2 separate regions of the Danio rerio genome follow, and region 1 is linked to region 2. Evidence: chromatin contacts called from public HiCAR-type data. All regions are on one chromosome and are shown on one strand. Each heading gives the region's core, a stretch centred on a gene start, on an enhancer-like site or on the middle of the called end of the contact. The rest is flanking DNA. Distances are from core to core; before and after follow the strand shown.

Region 1 (3,832 bases), core at 1,236-3,735, 250 kb after region 2:
AGAGCAGCGAGGGTTTTCTCGTTGTGTTTGTTTAATAATGATAAAAACAGGCGGCAGAAGGATTATAGCGCACTGTCTCTTTAATGGTTTCTCTTTCACGTCTTTTGATCCTCAACTCGTTTGATTATAACACAAATGAGGGTTAATGTACATAATCATTAAACACCGCGTTTTGACACCTATTTGACCATTAAAGCGCTCACGTTAAGATGACTTTAGATGTCTGCGCTCCTCTGCTCGTCTCAGTGTGTGAATGAGAGTGAATGCTGACCGGCCGCATGCTTCTGACTGCGTGATCGTGCTGCACACACACATAAGCTTTTTCGCGCTTTTAAGAGCCATTTAAGAGCGTGTACAACTGGAACGTGGCAAAATATGATGCAATAATCATTTATCTCGATTAATGCTTTTTTATAATCGTTTGAAACCGAAATTTAAATCGGATATTCGATTAATTGCAAAGCCCTTTATAATAGTGGAGCATTTTTATGCCCTTTTCTACCTCAATACTTATCCTCTCCCGCGCCCCCCCTGTGAACTCTGGCGCCCCCCTTAGGGGGGCGCGGACCCCAGGTTGGGAACCACTGGTATAGACAATAGTGGAACTAAATAACTAAATCCTATGAAGATTTTCAGCTAAACCTATTTTCTTGACTGTTTTACCTTAATTTTTTAAATGTATGATAGAAGCATCTATTTAAACAGTTTTGGTAGCTTTGTTTAGCAGGAAAACAATTGATGCAGTTGAAAGATGTACTCATGAAATTAATTCTGTATCAAAGCAGTGAAATATAATCCAACATTTAGCACAGAGACGAGATGAAGAGTTTTAAAATCTGACTTATTACGCTATCAACATGTTTTCAATAATTAGGTGTCACTCACATCAGTTGGTGCAAATGCACATCTGTCCCCGAGAGCAGCGGCCACCTTGTGTCCATCTGAACTGGGCAGGTCCAGGATCACAGCACTGGCCCCATGCTTGATGAGACGCTCCACTGTAGCTCTACCCAAACCAGAGGCCCCTCCAGTCACCAAGCCCACCATACCCTATCAAATCACACACCAAGTTCAAATACAAACAAATACTTAAACATATTATTCTTTGCAGTAAACATCCAACCAAAGATGTTAAAGTCATGTTATATGTTTGGAAACATTCTTTTAAGCCTAAATTATGCAGCGTGTTGGTTTATTTCCTATACAACCAATTTGGAAAATGAATCTTCTGGTTGTATTCCAATATTAAAATGCCAATTAGTGCTCAAATTTGTTAAAGACTCCCAGACTAAACATTTTTACACATGAATTGACCTCCAATCAGGCAGGCATTCACAGCTACCGACAAGACTTTGTGTGATGCTTAAGCACTGGTCATGTATTTAAAGTCTTTTTGAATAAGATGATGTTTTAATTGATAAGATTACAATAATTATGCAAAAATGTTTGTTCCAAATAGTAAAAAAAATCATGATCTGTATAACACCTTCGCCTCGTTTTGAGCCGGGAAAAAAAACTGAACATATATAACAATCTCTTTTTCTTTGTCCACAGAAATAATGAAAACATATTTGGAGAAACAACCCACTAACAGTCATGAACTGGCCTAAACGGAGTCCAAACCTGAATATTATAGAGACAGTATTGTATAACCTGGAAGATGAATATATGACGCCTAAATCCAAACATGAACTTGAGCGAGTGCTACACGTTGTATTTAGCGCCAAGGAAAATCACACTAAATAATGCCTTTTACTAAACAAAAATTGTGTTCTGGAAATTGCAGTTGCAAACTGATTTCCTGCACTTGACATATTTATGAATATTAAAATGGCTGGTCATTAAAACTTTGCAAAACCAAACAAAGTTGGCTGTGGCAGCTTAAGACTTCTGTGTAAAGGATACAAATCCTCAAACAACAAATCTAACGGTGGCTTAAGACTTTTTTACGTATATAAATAAGTTTGCAAAGCAGAAACTTAATGGTGCTGTATAACTCAAGGACAAGAGTTACATAACCTGCATAGAGATTGATGCTTCATTGTATACTCCAAACACAGTGCAGTCATACTTCAACTGAAGTGTGACACAAAACAACGAGATCTGAGCAACGAATGAGGACTCTGCTAGGATTTAATAAAAATAAGGCTAGATAAGCTTCAATGTTCTGGTGTTTACCTGTCTATCACTCTAACTCTTAAGTGCACTCCACTCAACTTGTTAGCTTTTCAGCTATAACTTCAGATTAACATAAACAAATACGAAATATAAACACATGACGGTGTTATAATAATAAGGGCAGCAAGGCAACTTAAAAAATGTTAAGTATAGTTCATAGTACTTTGCGTACAGTACATTTCTATAAATTCATTCATTTGCTTTCTCACCTTGACACTTCTGATGTTCGCCATTTTCACACGCACGCTGCAGCTGCTTGGGTACCAGCAGTGGCGTCACTATGCGCCGTAGGAGCGTCTCCAGCCAATCAGAAATACCGAGTGACAACGCCTTTTAAAGCGATTGGCTGACGTTCATTTGATTGACAGCTTCACAGGAAGTCTCGCGCTGTAGTCCATTCAGAATTCTAAATCTGTTTTTAAGGCTCTAAGGCTCTGTAATAAACTACATTTAATCCCAATTTGTTAACGGCAGCCTGTAGACTAATATTATTTTACATATTCAATACATATTCATATGAGCCATATAATTTAGGCATGTTAAAAACGAAATCAATCTAGTAAAAATGAACAGTGAAACTGAAATGAAGAGATAACAGTGTCACAAATGTCCAGACTGACAAACCACCACAAAAATTAACCATTATGGTAAAAGTGTAGTAAACATGTATAACCAGTTTTATATGGCTTAATTTACGGTTAATTTGCAGTTACCATGATTTAACTTCAATTATGTTTTTAAAAACTAGTTGGTAGTAAAAAATATTTTAATAAATATGGTTAATTTTATTTAGGCCATCAAATCTAGTAACTTATTACAGCATATTAGGTATTAGTGTAAACCAAAATCTGAACTCCTTTTAAAGAGATGGTTCAACCAAACCTGCAGCTGGAAGGGCATCCGCTGTGTAAAACATAAGCTGGAATAGTTGGCGGTTCATTCATCTGTGGCGACCCCTGGTAAATAAGGGACTAAGCCGAAAGAAAATTAATAAATGAGTTTACCCAAACCCGAAAATTCTGCCATCATTTACTCACGCTTTACTTGTCACAGTGTTTGGGTTTCATTCTTCTTTTGAACCAAAAGAAGATAAAAGCAGAAATATATATATTTTTCCACTGAGGATGTCAATTGTTTCTAATATCAGTTAAAACATTATCATTTGTGCCCACTTGAGGGTGAGTACATTTTCATGTTTTGTTGAACAATCCTTTTATCCATCAACTAAAGACGAGTCATGAATACGAGTTCTGACATCAATGTTTTATTTATTAAACTTTAGTTCACAATGTCTCTACAATTTGTACTCTTAGAAAGAACACACAGTACAAAGATGCACAAATTCAGCTCTCCACAAAAGCCCTGTCTGTGCCAAGGTCCGTCATTGGAGGGTCTGATGTGAAGGAGCAGCTGTGAGAAAGACAGTAGGCTGTATAGTTATCTCCCAGATCTGGTGTGATCCCAAACTATACAAACTACTACCTCATTCCACAGCCCCCAATGCCTGCTACCCTGCAAGAGGAGACAAGAGGCAAACAGACGTGTCAGCAGCAGCAGCACCATAAACATGTTTGCTTGTTTGTGCTATTTTTATTCAAAATATAATGAACCACCCTTGCAATTGCTAATTTGATTTTCATAAATCCCACAGTGA
Region 2 (3,673 bases), core at 56-2,555:
ATAATATTATTATTATTAATAATAATAATAATAATAATAATAGAAAATAAATCTGGCTTGAAACCAGCAAAAAATAATTTAAACTATTTAATATTAAATAATACTTGTTTACGTTCCATGTAGTGCAAAATTGATTATTATATTGCTAACTTATTTAACCATATGTAAAATATGATCCTCCATATAGCAACAGAGGTGTCACTCCTCTTATTTAAAGCCGCGCGTCTTGACTGAAGAGGAGACAGAGGTGCCATGTTGGAGTAGGTGAATTGCCATGCCAACAGCAGCAGAGTGGGCAGGGCTCAGCGATCAGACAGGGCCATTGAACTACAGGCCCTGTGGGTCACGTTATACTCACTGCCCGCAGGACGGACATCAGCCCCGACAGCAATGTTTACCGTCAGATTACCGCCAGTTCCGTTAGAGAAAAAGGCGCTTTATAGTTTGTCAAAACATAAACAACATGTTGCCCGTGTTCGCGTCACTTGGTCTCAGCGTTAGGAAAACATGGACGCATTTCAATATGTATTAACACATTTGTTGACAACCCATTTGATTTCAGATTTAAGCCAGACCCAAACCTACAATGTGTTAATTGCAAACACAAGTTGGCAGGAGAAATGTTCAGATGTGTGTGTGTGTGTGTGTGTGTGTGTGTGGTAATGGCGCGCATTGCGCTGGAGGAGTTTCACGCTGCGCTGCTGCCGCTAAACTAACACTAATGCTCACGGGGCTAACTGTGGAAAACACGTGAAACTTACACCACCGTGCTTTATCAGCAAACTAGAGCTTAAACAAATGAGGAAACAATCACGCATTGAATGTCTATTCTGTTCGCCGTAATGGCTTGCAGGTTGTTTTGTACATGAATTAGCCACAGCGCGAACTACTATCCCGCTTTTTTATTTGATGTCGGCACTTGCGGTTAGCATAGACATATCTGTGGATGTTAAACGCGATTTTGTTGCGTTTCCAAGCTAAATATCTCTATAACTGTTAAAAGAAATGAAAATCTACGCGTTTACGGTTGATTTTGTGCAGCTATGTAAACACGCGCAGAAAAATATGCTGGTTAGCTTGTTAGCATTTAGCAAACATGGAGAGACCCGCGTAACAGATCGCATCATGTGCGGACCTGCGATTGCTGTAAAACAGCAGACAAACAAAACGCACTTACCTCGAAGGTCTCGCCATTCTGCAGACAGACTGAAAGCCTTTTGCTTTTGCAAACTACAATTTTATTGGTAAAACTGGACTTTTGCAGCTGAAATCCAGGTGTCTCCCGCTGCTGGGAAGCTGTTTCTGTAGCACAGAGCTGTGCGAAACTACCTATGCAATGCAAACTGCACTAAACACGCGCAAATGAGTGCGATCTAGAGCATCTGCTCGCACGCAGCCTTGGTCTGTGTGGGTCGAAAATGGATAAATGTTCAAGTATCCACAGGCCGAATTGCCCTGGTCAAGCCTCCTGTAGAATAGTAGCTAACTAATTAGCTACTGCCTGGCCTGCAAGCCAGGATTCTTTTATGAGTAAAAGTGGGATGGGAGTCTGAAAAACGCAAGATGCCCGCAAACCAGGATTGGATGACCACACTCAGCAACAGCCGTTTACCTACTCATTCACACAGAAAGGTGGCTAATCAGTTGATTGGATTATTTTATTTTAACCATTTCCAAATCCGTTTTAGCCCGATAATGTTATTACCTTGAGATGGTGAAGATAGGCTCATTCAATCAGTGTAATAAACATTACATTTTTAGGGCCTCTCCAAAATCCAGAACAAGTAAAGACATTCATATGTATTCATTTGGTTTTTAAAGTAATTAAACGATTATTTAAAGGTAATCAAAGATCATTATGTTGTGCTCAGATTGTAGGAGGCAACAGGTGTGCAATATTTTAATTTAAAGACACTAATTTTCTTCTCATCCCCTATAGTTTATTAAAACATGCAAACAGTATGTTTAGCATTACATATAATCTGTAGCTTTCTTTCTTTTTTTTTTTTATTTTTTTTAAGTTTTCGTGTTTATAAGCTCAGTAATAGCACTATGTTGCACAGGAAATACATTAGTGCAAGAAGTTATTTTCAGTGGAATCAGGGTAGGCCTACAAAAACATATCCCGAGATTAAGAAAACGCTAGGTTAACAATGCAAGACAATGTCAAGTTGGTTTAGGTTTTAGCATATGTTGCATGGGCATCTTTTGTTGAATATGTCAAAAGGATGATTATTTTAGGAAAATTTACAGGGCATTACTATGTTAGGCAATGCAGATTGTCTGTTAAAAGACCTGGTTATACTTTTTAAACGTTTACTTTATATTTTTTGGGGTTGTTATTTGATTTGGGGTTGTAATATGCAGAATAATTAGGGTTAATGTTAAAATGCTGCAGGTATTTTAAATAAAATATAAATACTTTTATGATTAAATGTATTCTTTGAGAATGTTATTAAAATGTAATAAGATTCTTGAAGATGTAAACCAATTTAAAATTCCATTGCAACTCCTGTATGAAATCTTTAATATATTAACTTCAAATTGGAAAATTTTGTGACATTATAATTTAAGTAAATTTTGAAGAGTAAATAAAAGAGTGAGGGTTGTCTCAAAATATGCTTCATTTGATTAGAAATACTCACATTAGCGCAAACTGAAGTTATGAGAGATATCTCAATCCTGATAAATAATCGGATTGACCATTTATTTATTTTTAAATTTATACCTTTTTACAATTCTGGAAGAAAAGGAAATAACTGTAAATAAACTTTGCATTGTCATCCAGTTCAAAATAAAGTCTAAATTATTTTTATTGACAGAATAATTAACTGCATATTTAGGGTAGATTGTGTATTTTTATGTAACATTGAGTTTGTTTCATAGCTTGACAAATTATTTTTTCTTTACAATAACTCAATTAAACTTGTAATTTATATTTTATTTTTAACTATGTTTGTTTCAATATCCAGTTTTACTTTTTAATTTGGGGTCTTTTTGCTTGCTTGAAAACAAACAAAATACTTTATTAAGGAGTTAGTTGACCCAAAAAGTCATACTTAGGCCATAGTTTATTCTCAAGACCCTGTCCATTGCATTTTTAGAGCTTGAAAGAGCCATTTTCAAAATAATTCACAATGGATTTTACTGAAAGAAGAAATTCATATACACCTGCCTTAATGATGAGTAATCATGGTTTAATTTTCTTTTTGGAATGAACTAACCCTTTAATCTTAACAAGATGGAAAACTGAAATAAAAAATGCACAGTACCGGCAGTATTACAATGGCTGTGTCTGAAAGCAGTCACAAAGGCACCTCACAAAACTGATTTCAGACATCTAAGACAGCATAACGATTTAATCAAACTGAAATAAAAAGTAAAATCAACAAAATAAAAAGAGCTTTAGTGATAGTAAAGGGAACATTGACTTACGACAGTATTAACTTCTCGGTCGAAATATAATTAAAAGTGGAAAAAGGACAAAGAAGTATATTTACACTCTAATTTTTTTCTTTTCTTTTTTAGCTCAACTCTCAGAAACAGAACCACAGAAAATATCAAAGACAGTGAAGGACACATCTCTGCTGTCATAAAAACGGCAGATTTTAAAGGTTTTAATTAGTAGTTACCTCATAAAACATTGTTACATATTGTAAACATTTTATATAGT

The links. HiCAR-type assays count read pairs that join an accessible place to other places.
Region 1: a HiCAR-type map of caudal fin shows a contact between it and region 2, with 13 times the contacts expected there. The contact joins the promoter of hsd17b10 here to the promoter of nucks1b in region 2. A contact is called at or near these places in 6 of 18 Hi-C or Micro-C datasets (caudal fin, embryo, hematopoietic stem cells and 2 more) and 3 of 4 datasets of contacts at active chromatin or transcription factors (caudal fin, embryo and gastrula embryo).

What each region holds. Positions count from the first base shown.
Region 1 is chr23:21,280,706-21,284,537 of GRCz12tu, forward strand. It overlaps hsd17b10 (hydroxysteroid (17-beta) dehydrogenase 10), which reads right to left and starts at 2,486. Exons shown (of 6, transcript NM_001006098.1): 1 at 2,388-2,486; 2 at 886-1,050. The coding sequence starts at 2,411. mirlet7g-1 (microRNA let7g-1) reads right to left here and starts at 3,677; the gene lies at 3,582-3,677. It overlaps LOC141380479 (a long non-coding RNA gene), which reads right to left. Exons shown (of 2, transcript XR_012398449.1): 2 at 3,421-3,690.
Region 2 is chr23:21,030,233-21,033,905 of GRCz12tu, forward strand. It overlaps nucks1b (nuclear casein kinase and cyclin-dependent kinase substrate 1b), which reads right to left and starts at 1,306. Exons shown (of 8, transcript NM_001099239.1): 1 at 1,178-1,306. The coding sequence starts at 1,194. It overlaps LOC103909673 (chemokine-like protein TAFA-4), which reads left to right and starts at 238. Exons shown (of 8, transcript XM_073938783.1): 1 at 238-1,632.